4 separate regions of the Zea mays genome follow, and all the other regions are linked to region 1. The links are chromatin contacts, called in public Hi-C maps. All regions are on one chromosome and are shown on one strand. The core of a region is the stretch at or near the end of the contact, and the rest is flanking DNA. Distances in the headings are between cores, read along the strand shown.

The links. A called contact is a pair of places that touch in the nucleus more often than the background predicts.
Region 2: a contact with region 1 is called in a Hi-C map of leaf mesophyll, with 2.9 times the contacts expected there. The contact joins the promoter of LOC100193615 here to the promoter of LOC103654238 in region 1. A contact is called at or near these places in 13 of 25 Hi-C or Micro-C datasets (bundle sheath, ear, leaf and 4 more).
Region 3: a contact with region 1 is called in a Hi-C map of tassel, with 4 times the contacts expected there. The contact joins the promoter of LOC100285043 here to the promoter of LOC103654238 in region 1. A contact is called at or near these places in 18 of 25 Hi-C or Micro-C datasets (bundle sheath, ear, endosperm and 6 more) and 1 of 3 datasets of contacts at active chromatin or transcription factors (leaf).
Region 4: a contact with region 1 is called in a Hi-C map of ear, with 2.7 times the contacts expected there. The contact joins the promoter of LOC100285680 here to the promoter of LOC103654238 in region 1. A contact is called at or near these places in 10 of 25 Hi-C or Micro-C datasets (ear, endosperm, leaf and 5 more).

The regions. Positions count from the first base shown.
Region 1 is chr4:184,998,960-185,002,035 of Zm-B73-REFERENCE-NAM-5.0, forward strand. It overlaps LOC103654238, which reads right to left and starts at 1,461. Exons shown (of 1, transcript XM_020552750.1): 1 at 1-1,461. The coding sequence starts at 1,046. The coding sequence ends at 234. LOC100192084 reads right to left here. Exons shown (of 10, transcript NM_001365512.1): 8 at 2,614-2,819; 9 at 2,262-2,386; 10 at 1,700-2,075. The coding sequence ends at 1,896.
Region 2 is chr4:184,748,042-184,751,117 of Zm-B73-REFERENCE-NAM-5.0, forward strand. LOC100193615 reads right to left here and starts at 1,449. Exons shown (of 3, transcript NM_001138716.2): 1 at 600-1,449; 2 at 1-160. The coding sequence starts at 1,103.
Region 3 is chr4:184,765,266-184,768,341 of Zm-B73-REFERENCE-NAM-5.0, forward strand. It overlaps LOC100285043 (LMBR1-like conserved region family protein), which reads right to left and starts at 1,580. Exons shown (of 13, transcript NM_001318030.1): 1 at 1,220-1,580; 2 at 162-238. The coding sequence starts at 1,387. LOC542602 (low molecular weight heat shock protein precursor) reads right to left here. Exons shown (of 2, transcript NM_001112137.1): 2 at 2,858-3,076.
Region 4 is chr4:185,150,214-185,153,289 of Zm-B73-REFERENCE-NAM-5.0, forward strand. It overlaps LOC100285680 (ubiquitin-protein ligase), which reads right to left and starts at 1,532. Exons shown (of 3, transcript NM_001158571.1): 1 at 818-1,532; 2 at 7-353. The coding sequence starts at 326.

The DNA of each region.
Region 1 (3,076 bases), core at 211-2,710:
GGGGTGGTGGAAGTGGAAGAGGAGCTGGTGGTGCTAACCAAGTCATCTAGAAGGGATCAGGTCGCCGGGTCGGTGGCCTCTTCCCGTACTCTAACACCTCCTCCTGCAATTGAGCCAACACGCAGGCAGATTCCCAAGAAATGGATGTTGAACCAAAACAGCAGACTTATTAATATCATCTCGCAAACCATCAATAAAGTGCATGGTCAAATAAAGGGGTCTGTGTGAGATCCTTAAGCTGTCAATTGATCAACAAGGGAGGAGAAACTATCGATGTACTTAGACACCGATGAAGTTTGCCGAATGTGGAACAACTGACGGATCAACAATTCGTGATGATCACGGCCAAATCGAACCAAAACCCAACCACATAACTCTGACCACGAACAGGATCTAAGATGGCTCTGAACAGTTTGCACCCAGCGAGATGTAGCAGTAGTGAAATGCATAGATGAGACCCTCACCCACCGCGTTGGATCAACACTATACAGATCAAAGTAATCCTCACATCTACGGATCCATAACTTGGGTTGATCCCCATCGAACGTAGGAAACGGCATTTTAGGTAAATGATCAGATAAACCAGCCAAACTCCCACCCACAGGTTCCCTAAACTCGGATCTCGAACGATGGAAAGTAGGAGAGGCAAACACATGGGGGTGAGATGGGGATGACACACCCTTTGTCGGGTGATGATCGAGAGTTGTGACAACTCCGCAACCATCATCCCGGATTGATGGATTCAGGTAGTGCCCGTCGGGTCGGGCGGCCGTGGAGGCAGCAGCAGATGGGCGCGCGACCGGAGAGGGAGCCAGAGCGAGCACACCAGTCATGATGGTCGGGTGCTCCACTGCCGACCGTTCGTAGAGCTTGGACAACTTGGAGACGTGAAGACGGATGTCATCGACGAAACCCTCCATGCTAGGACGCCAATCATCGAAGGAGATGACAGCCGACTCGAGCTGCGACAAGCACGTCTCATTGGCCGTGGAGGCCGTGGAGAGCGAAGCCAACTTGCCATCCATCCATGCATCGAGATCCGCCATACGACGCTCGAGTTCCAGATCACGATCTAGAAGGCGCTGCTGCTGCTTGACGTCATAGTCGGAGAGGCGTTGTGTCAACTTCGCATCCTAGCCGCCGAAGCGCTTGGACATTTCGTCAAGCAGGTGCTAGAAGTCAATGTTCATGGTGGCGCGCTGGCGACGAAGACGAGTGTCGTAGGGGTAGGAGGTTGCAGGATCCAGAGTGGAACAGGGACGAGGATCGGACCCCTCTGAGGCCCTGTTCGGTTAGAGGTGGATTGAGAGGGATTAGATGGGTTTGAATCCCAAACAAGTCAAACTTCTTCTTAATTTTTTCTAATCTCATCCAATCCAATCTATGTGTATTGGGAATAACCGAATAAGCCCTGAGTGGGGAAGAAGGAAGAAGGGAATGCTTGGAGAGGAAGACGAGAGATACGAGGAATCGTTTGTTTACAATTCTCTAGATGTCGCTCCATACAAAAGCCAGTGGCTTTTATGCGCGCCGTGGCAACTGGGCTGCACGCACACGCGCGACGCCACACCGGCCCATAGGCCTCACACCCAATCACTGTTGTGGATCCAACAATTGGGCGCCCTTGCACGCGAGCCGAACGAAGACCCTCAGGTGCTGATGGTGGAGATGCAGGTGTAACACGCCGTCCCAACACAGTGGAATAATTGGTATTTTACCACTCAGAATGTTGTCAATCCAACAGTTCTCCAAATCTATAAATTCTAAACCAAGATACACATAATCAACACAACAAACAAAAGAAAATAAAAACCTAAACTGCTAAAAGTTACAAGTCATAACAACACTTAACCAACAAATTCACTACGCTATTAATTACAGTACTAGTTTCATTACTACCGCCGCCTCCTGGTACTGCGCCTCATCGGCTCGGCCTCAACAAGTCTTTTGAGGAATGGCTGGGGAGCGGAAAGCCCCACTGATTCTGGGATGTCAAGATCACCATTAGCTGATGGAACAGCCATCTCTGGCTGCTTACTTGACATGTGCAGCGGCTGGATTCTTGATTTTTCCACCTGAAAGAGCACTCCAGTTAAACACTGCAGCATGTGCCTTGTGGGTATTCGATTTAATGAGAACTGATATTTGATTTGATGGGCAATTGAGTGGTTGCAAGTATGCAACTATGCAAAACTTTACAGTTTTGTGAGTGGGTGCAAGTATGCAACTGGCTTAACTTCAAATCTCCACTGTTAACTTACCAGCTCATGGTGAAAAGAATGAGAATAAGCTTCAGAAAGTCTTCTCTGCAGATCGTCTTCCTTCTTTCCTTCGTACTCAGAGTTCTCCATTTCATTTTCCTTCTCTTCCAGTTCACGATATAACTCTAATAGTTTGTAAACAAATAAAACACTCTGAAATCAGACACAGTTTGCATCAAGCCATCAACCTCTAAAGAAATGAATATGACGACTAATAACCAGGCCGTAAAAGCAGAAAACATTTTGTATCAACTTCTGTTTTCAGAACATGCCAGTGAGTGAAAAAGAGACCGTGTACTACAAAATCGTTTTCATGGTTTGAGAACAAATCCACATAGCCTAAATGCCTTACCTGTAAATACTGACAAGATCCAGATTTGGGTTGGAATATCAAATAGCGTCTTAGCTAAGGTCAACGAAGACTTCAGGATCTCTTTAGCCTGTGCTGCGTCATGTAGCTGAAGCGCCAATGTGCCCAGTATTGTCAAATACTGAGAAACTAACTGGATGTTACCCAACTGTTGGTGCGCTATTTTCAAACCACTTGCAAGGCGGTTCCTGGTATTACATAAGCATTAAATATTTATGAAATACAAATGCACAAACATGCTAATTGTGTGCTCAGAAGGTCAATAAAATTGCTACTCCATCCATTCCAAATTATCGTTCACTTTGGGTTTCTTCTAAGTCAAACTTCTTTAACTTCGACCAAGTTTATAGAAAAATATCTACAACATCAATTTTGTTTCATCAATGTTTTACATGCAATATAATTTCAAAGTGCATTTATTTGAAACTGTAGATGCTAAATTGCT
Region 2 (3,076 bases), core at 199-2,698, 250 kb before region 1:
TGGAGTACTGAGGGAACGTGAACAAGCCGGCGAACGGCGCCGGCGCCGGTGGCTCGGTGCACCCCTGGCGCCGCCGCTTCTGCGCCTCCAGCGACTGCAGCAGGTGCTCCAGCTCCTTGACGAAGTTGATGGCACCGGCCACGATCGACGCCTGGTCACCCTGCACCAACCAACCACATCAGCGCTCGATCGGTCGCGTAGGAGACTGTAGGGAGCACGCACGTTGCAAAGGGAACATGCCATTCGGTCGGTCGCGACCAAGGGCTCGGCGCTCAAGAAGGTGCGCGGCTTTTGATGAACGATGATGATGCCTGCAGTGCAGTACACACGATCCCTAGAGATTCCGTGACATGTGCCACCAAAGCGCGGCGAGGCAGCTCCAGCGGATGGCCAGGGGCCAGAGGGAGGGGGGCAGCAAGATTTGACATCCGTTACAGTAAAAGCTGGGCGGGGCCGGCAGCGGCAATCAGCAGCACGGTGGAATGCCAAGCCGTTCGTGCACATGCATGGCATTGGTGACATGACCTGCAAAGCTCTTGCGGCTAGGATACTGCCGGGGAGCGGCAGCCATGGAGGAGATCGTGTGCGTGCGTACGTACCCGCTGCGGGTAGGAGGGCGGCAAGGCGGAGCGGAGCACGGAGAGGTACTCGTTCATCTGCCGCCGCCGGTTGCGCTCCACGGCAATGTGGTTGCGCCGCTGGCTCTCCACCTCCTCCGTGTTCTTCACCGCCTTCGGGCGTTGCCGCCGTCTCCGCCGCGCCGCGGCAGCTGCCTTGCCGTGCCCGGACGATGGCGCTGCGACGGCGGCGGAGGGCGCCGGCGGCAGCGGAGGGGACGCGGAGAGCCGGTGCCGCACGTCGTCCCAGCACTCCTCCACGGCACCAGCAGGTGGAGTGGAGCACGGGCAGAGCGCCGCGTCCCAGCACTCCCACGTGGTGGCCGCGCCGGCACCGGGCGCATCGCTGGCCTCTCCTTGCAGAACCACACCGCCGTTGTCCTCGACCTCCTCGGTGCGGAAGCCGCAGGCCAGTGACGACGCCGAGCGCGCCTTGGCAGTGCCCGCTAGGTGCTCCTTCGGGAACACCACCGCTTCCAGCGCCATGGCCTGCCCTTCCCTCCTGCCCTCCTTCCTAGCTACCTGCCACGACTCGGCGTCTGCTGCACGGGGTGAGTTAGAGCTGCATGCTGGGCAGGCAACAACTGCGACTGCGAGTAGCGCTCAGCTTGGTTGCCCTCGCCACGATGGCCGTGGACATGGAGGAGGAGGAGGAGGAGGAGGAGGAAGAGGAGTGACGAAGTGGCCCTTTAAAAAGGGGTTGTGGAATAACATGGATGAGCAATGGAGACAACGACCCGGTCTGCCACGGGGGGCATGGACCCTGGAACGCGAGGGCGGGGCGCCGGGGCGGTCAGTGGAGGCAAACGACACATATCCGCTCTGGAGCCACTACGTGTCTCCTATACGGATCCGTATTTTTCAAATGCTGCCTTGATTGTTTTGCGCTAGTCGGGCTTGACCAGAGCATCCTAGCATAGCAGGATGACTCTGGCCAACAACAGTTAAGCGTGGTGCAGTCGCAAGAGACCGAACATGGGCAGCTCATGGCATGCCCTCGCCCCACCGATCGCTGAACGAGAACGACGCATGCGTTCTGCACAGTCACTGCGTCACAGCACCACTCAGTCGGGATGGGAACCAGGACTCCTGCCCCTGCAAGAGTTCCCCGATTGAGAAAGCCAAGTACGCGCACCTGCCATCGCCGACGGGTAACCCAAAGCTCGCAACGCAAGAGGGACTGAGGCCCTCACTACACTAGGCTGCAGGTCTCGTGGCAATCCCGGTCCTGAAGGCTTTTTGCCCCGGATTTGAGGGGACGAGCGATGAGATACCATCCATGCCCGCTTAGCTGCCAATTAACGCTACCGAGCTCCGGTTGGACGGACGCGGACCCTCATCAACTTGGTCGAGTGCACACTGCAGACACACACACACACATACTAGCTAGTCCTGTTGACTTAACTGCCCATTTGGCATTTGCCATCTCTGCTGCGCTGGAGCCCGAAAGGCACCGGTCGCCATTAGTCTCCCGTCTCACGCCCGCGCTGGCCCCGTTCGTTCACCCCACGCCCAGCCTGCACGCCGCCGTGACCGACGGCGCCCGGCCATGTTCGGGAACACTACTGCCCGAAGGCGCGCCGTCACGTCGCGGGTGCGAGAAGCCTAGGCGACAGTGACACCACCGTCGCGAGACCCGAGAAAACGCCGGGCTCGTCGTCCTCCTCGTGCAACGGAGAGCAGGTAGCCGTGCGGAGACATGGCCATGGCCTAGCGCCCTGGCCCCTGCCCGCCCCTCCTGGATGCAAAGGGAGCCGACGAGACCGGCTGGGGATACGGGGAAAAGACGGGTGGTGCACGCGTCGGTACGAGCGGGCGTAGGTAGGCAGCGCGCCGGCTGCCGCGGGGCCGGGTCACCCGTGGTGGAATCTGGGAAACCCCGGGTCGTCCCGTCCCGCCGCGGTCGCTCGCAGCCGCAGCTGTTCGATTGGGATGGCACTGTTGGTTGATGCGTCATGCACCTGATCGAACAGCTGCGTGAGGCCGAGCCAACTGGCGAGAGCTGCAGCTGCTCCGGCGTCCGGCCCGCTCGGTCAGGCGGTCAGTGTCGAAAACCTCAGCGCAGCTGCGATCGGACCGTCCGCGCGATCGCTGTGCGTGTGGCGGAATGAAGATGCTGCTACGCTACAGCAAACAGGCGTTTTCGTTGTGAATCGTGGTGTCAGGCGTGGTAGGGTAGCAGCCTAGCAGGAGTTGCCGCCGGCGTATTGATACGTATCTACAATTCAAGATAGCACTATAAGTATACAGAGTGAATATTACACTATACTGTATAGTAACTCAAAAAAAAAGAATTGTGGGTAACCCGTAACTCTTGCATGTTACATGTGACCATGTACTAAGTAACCGAGCAGTCGGACCCATGGATCGAGACCCGTTGACAGTCGGACCCATGGATCGAGACCCGTTGACAGGGCCATTGGCCTCATGATCCGCTACTCACTCGGAGACAGGTCCGG
Region 3 (3,076 bases), core at 330-2,829, 230 kb before region 1:
GAGATTGCACATTTTGAGAAATAGTACTAAAATCGTGGTTATAACTGGAAATGGATGTATCAAGTCATCAAATATATGTTTTTTCTTTGTTTTTTATGACACTAAGAACAGGGAAATTCAACCATCGGGCGGAACTTATGCAATACATGTTCATAGCATACCATGTTAGGATAAATGTGCTCCAATAGGACCAGCTCCAAAAGAATCCAATGCCCCCCTTCGCACTGGCAGTTAATGTCTGCGATAGAATGATAGAAGGGTTTGAACCAAAGGAGTACAAAAAGAGAATTTTCAAGCCCGGTAGATAAATTTGTCATTTCATTACAACTAATAAATTTATCAATATTATTTAATGGATATACGTATATTTTTGTAAAGGGAAGGGGGTGGCTTTGAAAGATTAAAAAGAACATAAAAATTTGATCTATGCTCAAATCTGTACTACTAAATACAGAAACATTAAGGTAGGCCAAGTTAGCTGCTAGGGTTTTTCATTAGCCAAAGATTATACTGCACCTGGTTTCTGTGGCTAATGTAACTACTCAAGAGTGTGAAACCTAAAAATGATGAAATCCCATTCATGAATTTGACAGAATACTGAATTAACTCCATAACTATAAAAGAGAAATGAAGATTCGAAGGTGGCATCAGGACTATAGAGGGTTGAACCAAAATCAGTTACTCAGTTATTGAGGCTCAAATAGTGTAGAAACAGAGTTGTCTAAAAGTAAATTGCAGTCATGCACATTATGAGCCTGTTTGGTAGGCTGCCTCGGGCGCCACACCGCGCCACACTCCGGCCGCCGCGGGTGTGGCGCCCAAATCGGCCGCCGCACCTTAGGCGTGCTGCGGCGCCGTAGGAGCCTATCCAAACAGGCCCTATATGCACTACTCCTAATCCCAGGGTAACATACTAACAGTAACAATCAATTTGCCTCGTCCCTCGTACAAGGCTTCCACTGCATTTGTCAGCAGCTTCGCATACCTCATCCGTAGCAAGACGCGTCAATTCATAAGCGTGCTCCAGCAGTAACACGAAGTTTGTGATTCAATTCCTACATACACCCCAAGATTGCAACGCAACTAGAACACGACACGAGCCACACCCGGTGGATCTAACAACACCGACAGCCAAGCCGGCGGAGCCTGGGGCCGACGATGGCCGGAACAGGGGACGGTGGATGAAAAGGTGGGAGAGGGACGCGGCAAGGGATCTGACCTGCCAGATGTCGGCGGGGACGAGGATGATGATGGAGAGGGAGCAGAACCATGCGTATCCTACGGTGGCGACAACGTAGCGCGGCACGGCAGGGCCGGCGAAGTAGCGGAGCGTGACGACGACCATGCCCAGCGTCAGAGGCAGCGATATCAGGTAGAACACCCACATGTCGCCGCCCCGACGCTCTCCGCTAATCCGCTTGGACGCCTCGCCGGCTGGAGGGAAAGGAAGAGTCGGAGTAGCCTGGCCGGCTGGGAACCGGCAGCTTCTCCGTTTCAGAGGCACGCGGGCGGGGAGGTGGGGCCGGGTCCCGCCGGGAGATCGCGGGGTGCTCCTTTGTCTCCAGGGCAGTGGAGAAGCGCGCACGGCTGGCGAAGAACCGAAGAAGGAAGAGGAAGGTGACGATGGACCAAACAGGATCGTTCGGTGGAGTTCGGAAAGCGTACTGGCACGCACGCCAAGGTTGCATCTCCGCCGTCCACCACGAAGCGCACCAAGAAGCGGTTTACGACGACCCTCAAACACAAGGTCGGATATCTCAAAAAAAACTTCTAACTTATTTAGTTTTAAAAACTTTATAAATATATTTCAATCCAAACTTTATAAATATATTTCATTCATTGCATTAATTCCTAAGGTGAATAACCCGGTTAAGGTTTCTGACTTCAGGTCAATTTCTCATCTTAGCATAGCTATCAAGTTAATCACAGAACTCATAGCTGACAGTTCATAAAAAACAGTATGGTTTCATTAAAAATCGTACTATCCAAGATTGTCTTGCTTGGGCTATGAATACTTGCATCAGTGTAAACATTCCAAGAGGGAGTGATGAGTCTTAAGCTAGATTTTTGAAGATAAAAAAAGATTTTGACACAGTTGAACACAGTGATATATTGTTAATGCTCACCAAGCTTGGGTTCTAAAAAATAGGTTCAGTTGGTTCACTCAGTTCTTTGCCACTCACCTCTAAATTGTGGCAAATAGTTAATTTTTCCCAGCGATCGATTTAGGATCAAGGTCACATGAAGAGGGCGATTAACGCATCTCTGTTGTCTGGATAATACGTCATGGATCTTTTGCAGAGGAAGTCGAATAATGGGAACATCCGAACGTGTCCGACGGCTGCGCCTTCCTCAGTTTTGCATAGGGCGTGTTTGGTTTAGGGTAGATTTTGAGGAGCTGATTTTAATAGCAACTCTAAAAGTAGGTTAAAAATTTTACCAAAAAATATTATTAAGAGTAGGTTAAAAGGTTTTAAGAATGAATTATGTACTCAACGGTTTCTCTAAAACCAATACGTGAAGGAATGGATTGGGAAAGATGCAAGAGGCAAAATTTTGGGAAGAACGAATGGATTGAGAAAGATGCCAGACGCAAATTTTTGGGAAGAACGGGAAAGTAAAAAAACCACTATTCGTTACTAAATATGTGTTTTGGGATGTATTCGTTATTAATATGTTTAACCACTATTCGTTACTAATATGTGTTTTGGGATGTATTCGTTATTAATATATGTTTTAGGGTTAGTTTACACGTCCTTTTTGAGTCCCTAAATATATTATGGATCGGATCCAAAGTGAGTTTATTCTATGCCTTGGAGCGCTAGCAGAAACAAAATCTGAAGAATAAGTGAGAGTTGGGTTTGAACATGCATATTTTAAAAATCTGCGGAAACCAAACACGGCATAGAGAACGTGTGTCCAGGTAGGAAATACAAAGAAAATAAAATAAACATAGGCGACTCCACCGGCCTTGACACGAAAACTGAAGCGACGTTGCTTATTTCATACTGATAGAAGATAGACGAGAAAAATGAAAGAAGAGAAATCTGATTCCAGAATCCAGATCAGATTGAGA
Region 4 (3,076 bases), core at 282-2,781, 150 kb after region 1:
ACTTACTTGTCTGCGATGAACGAGAAGAGCGGATCGCAGGGCAGCCCGGAGACGCTGATCCGGCGGCACGAGCCGCCGCTGCGGCCGACGAGCAGCTCCACCATGCGGCCGATCTGCTCCGGCTTGCTTTGCTGCTGGCTCCACTCCTCGATGTCGATCTCCTGCCAGCAGTAGGGGCCGGCGACCACCCGCCCCCAGGACTTGCACACCCGCGGCAGGACGGTGAGCACCTCCTGGAGCGGCAGGTTGCGGAAGATGAGCCCCAGCGCGTCCGGCAGCAGCTCCTCCCAGCACCTGTACTCCTTGCCGTCCTCGCACTCCCCCATCACTTCCCTTCCCTTCCCTTCCCTTTCCTGTACCAGGCGAAGCACCGCCCTTATTACGAGCTATCCCATCCATTACGACTGAATGAAGAATGCCAACTGCCGCAGCTCAGGTTAAAACGCGAGTGGGGAATAAGAGCTACTGCTACGTGATTTCGTGCGCCAATCTCCTCACATCAAAGAAGCTGAGAAGAACTCAAGTCAACTGAACACAGATCTTGCAAGTAGACTGAGGCAAGCAAAAACAAGAGATAAGCGAACATTTTGAGAGATCAGATAGAAGGAAAATGCGATTCTTATCAAGCAACCTCATAAAATTTTCTAACCAAGACATCAGAAACCACCGAAGGATGCGGGGAAGCTAATTCCTCGCCCCTCTCCAACCGAGAGCCAAAGCATTTTTTTATTTATTTCCATTTCTTCCAAGCGAGTGCGGGGGGGGGGGGGGGGGGGGGGGGGGGGGGGGGGGGGGGGGGGGGGAGGGGGCAGCTTACCTTGGAGATCACTCAAGAGCCAGAGCCCAGAGATACTAAAAGCGGCAGTCTTCCAGCAGTAAAAATGGCTTTGTGTGCCCTGCGAGCAAACCTAAAGAAGGCAAAAGCACGCGAGAGTGGTGGCAACTGATACGATGTAGTAGTAAGCACCATCCAAAAGCCGGCTAGAAAAAAGCAGCTTCATTAAACGCTAACAATACTGGCTCCAATCACAGGGTACCAGGAAGAGGAAGGCGCGGCACAGATCTAAAAGAGAAGGCCTCTTGCGGCTGCAGGGACGGAAAGCGCAGCATGCCAATTGGCGAGCATCCCGCATACCATTTCTTCCACCCCGTGGCCGCACCAAACAGAAGCTACGGCTCCCAGGTAATTTGTGTGTGTGGGGAAGGACGCGAAAGCTTCGCCCTTTTTGGGGGTCGAAGCTGAAGAACACCGTCTTTGCCCAGCATAAAAATTTGCGCGAGAGAGAACAGCGGAAGAAACTCCGGAGCAGGCAAGCAGCTATCTATCATTACGGTTCGGGGGGGAGGGAGGGATTTTTATTGCCCGCGTATATTTACCGGATTGGTGGTGCGGAGACGAAGGCCCAGATTCCAATTCGGATCTGCGGGAGGCGGCACCTTGTGGAGGAGGGGAAGGGGACTGATCCGGCTGGACTGGACTTGAGGGAGAATCGAGAGGGCGACCCTGAGAATGAGGATGTGTTGGGCACCAGAAGAAGACGGGAGACTGAAGAAGGCTGCGGGCTAGTAGCTTCCGTTCCGTATGTGCGTGTGTGTTCTCGACTTCTCGTTGTCGAGGAGGAGAGAAAAAAAAACGCGCGGCGCGCAGTGGATGCAGCTGCAATCCGCAGATATTGCACGGCACGTTGGGAATTGTTTTTTTTTTTGGGTCTCTCTTCCCGCATAAATTCAAACAAGAATTTACTGTATTTACCAGCCAATGAAGACGGTAAAAATGTGAAGCATTATTCAGACAGCAGCAGCAGGAGAGGTTTTCAGTTGAACAAAAAAATTGTTGGATCTGGTTGGATGTACTGCAAGTGGAGCTGGACCTGCAGCTTTAATTAATCTATAAAAATAAAATATTATAGAAACCCCATCAATCCACAGAAAATGGTTACCATTACCACAACTAGAGTAGAATTCTAAAGTCGTGTCATGTTGACTTTTATTATTATGGAACCAAAGCTGATTTCATCACTGATTCGACACGGCTCAGCATTACTGCGAAGCGAAGCTAGAGAAACTACTGGCGGATGCGCCAGGGTTAGGTAGATTTCGTTGATAGTAAAAACTGTCACGCCGACGCTGCTGGGCGTCAAGGATAGATATACGGGAGCATGGGGGCTAATATAAAAATACAAAATGACTATTACCGAAGACAGCGGCACAAAGGTCACGTCAGTGTGCAGTGGACCAACGCTTTGGGCCTCCGCCGCATCGCCATTTCAGCCGTTAGGAGGTGGTGTGTGACGAGCACTGTATCGCCACAGTCGGTGCTTCCGTCTGTTTTACTTAAGAAGTTGGCACTTTCTCGGCGACGCGACGCCGCCGATGCAACGTGCGGTTCCGCTGTCACAGTGAGTGAACTGCAGCAGCGAGGTCAAATTATTAATCAGAACTCACCTCCAAACGTAGTTGTATTTTTTTTTGCATCGATGATTTATCAGAACTTTTTTGGGCATTGGCCCGTTTAACATCAACTGAAGGCTTCGAAGCCAGCACTACTACTACTAGCCAGGGAGGCAGGGGACTCTGTGGATTTCTGTCTCTCTCTTTCTCAGACCTTGTTCGTCAATCGTCACTACGCCTACTAGCTAGCGTTAGCCGTGAGTCATGTGAACGTGTCTGCCAGGGACGTGCGGCTGCATGATGGCGAGGTAGGACAAGTGTGGATTCCTTTCCCTGTCGCGTTGAATGACAAGCCCGTGGCACCGTGCCCGTGTCGGCCGGTTGCCCTTCCTTCAACACCTAGGACTGTCTGAGAGAAGAGTGTGTATAGCTTGACCGTAGCTCGTGTAGCCCACCCTGGCCGTGCACGCATGCATGCTGCCTGTCGCCGGACAGTTTTCTTATTAGTAATAGGGTTCGCACGAAGGCATGCATTCTGCAAGTGCCACTGTTCTGGGGGCTCCAATCCATGCAGAATCCTTGACCCGCGGCCTCCATTATTGAACGTACGTCTGTATATTGAAAACCAGACCGCGTTCAAAGTGTGTAATGTAATCTGCCGTTCGCACAGCGGCGGGAAAAAATA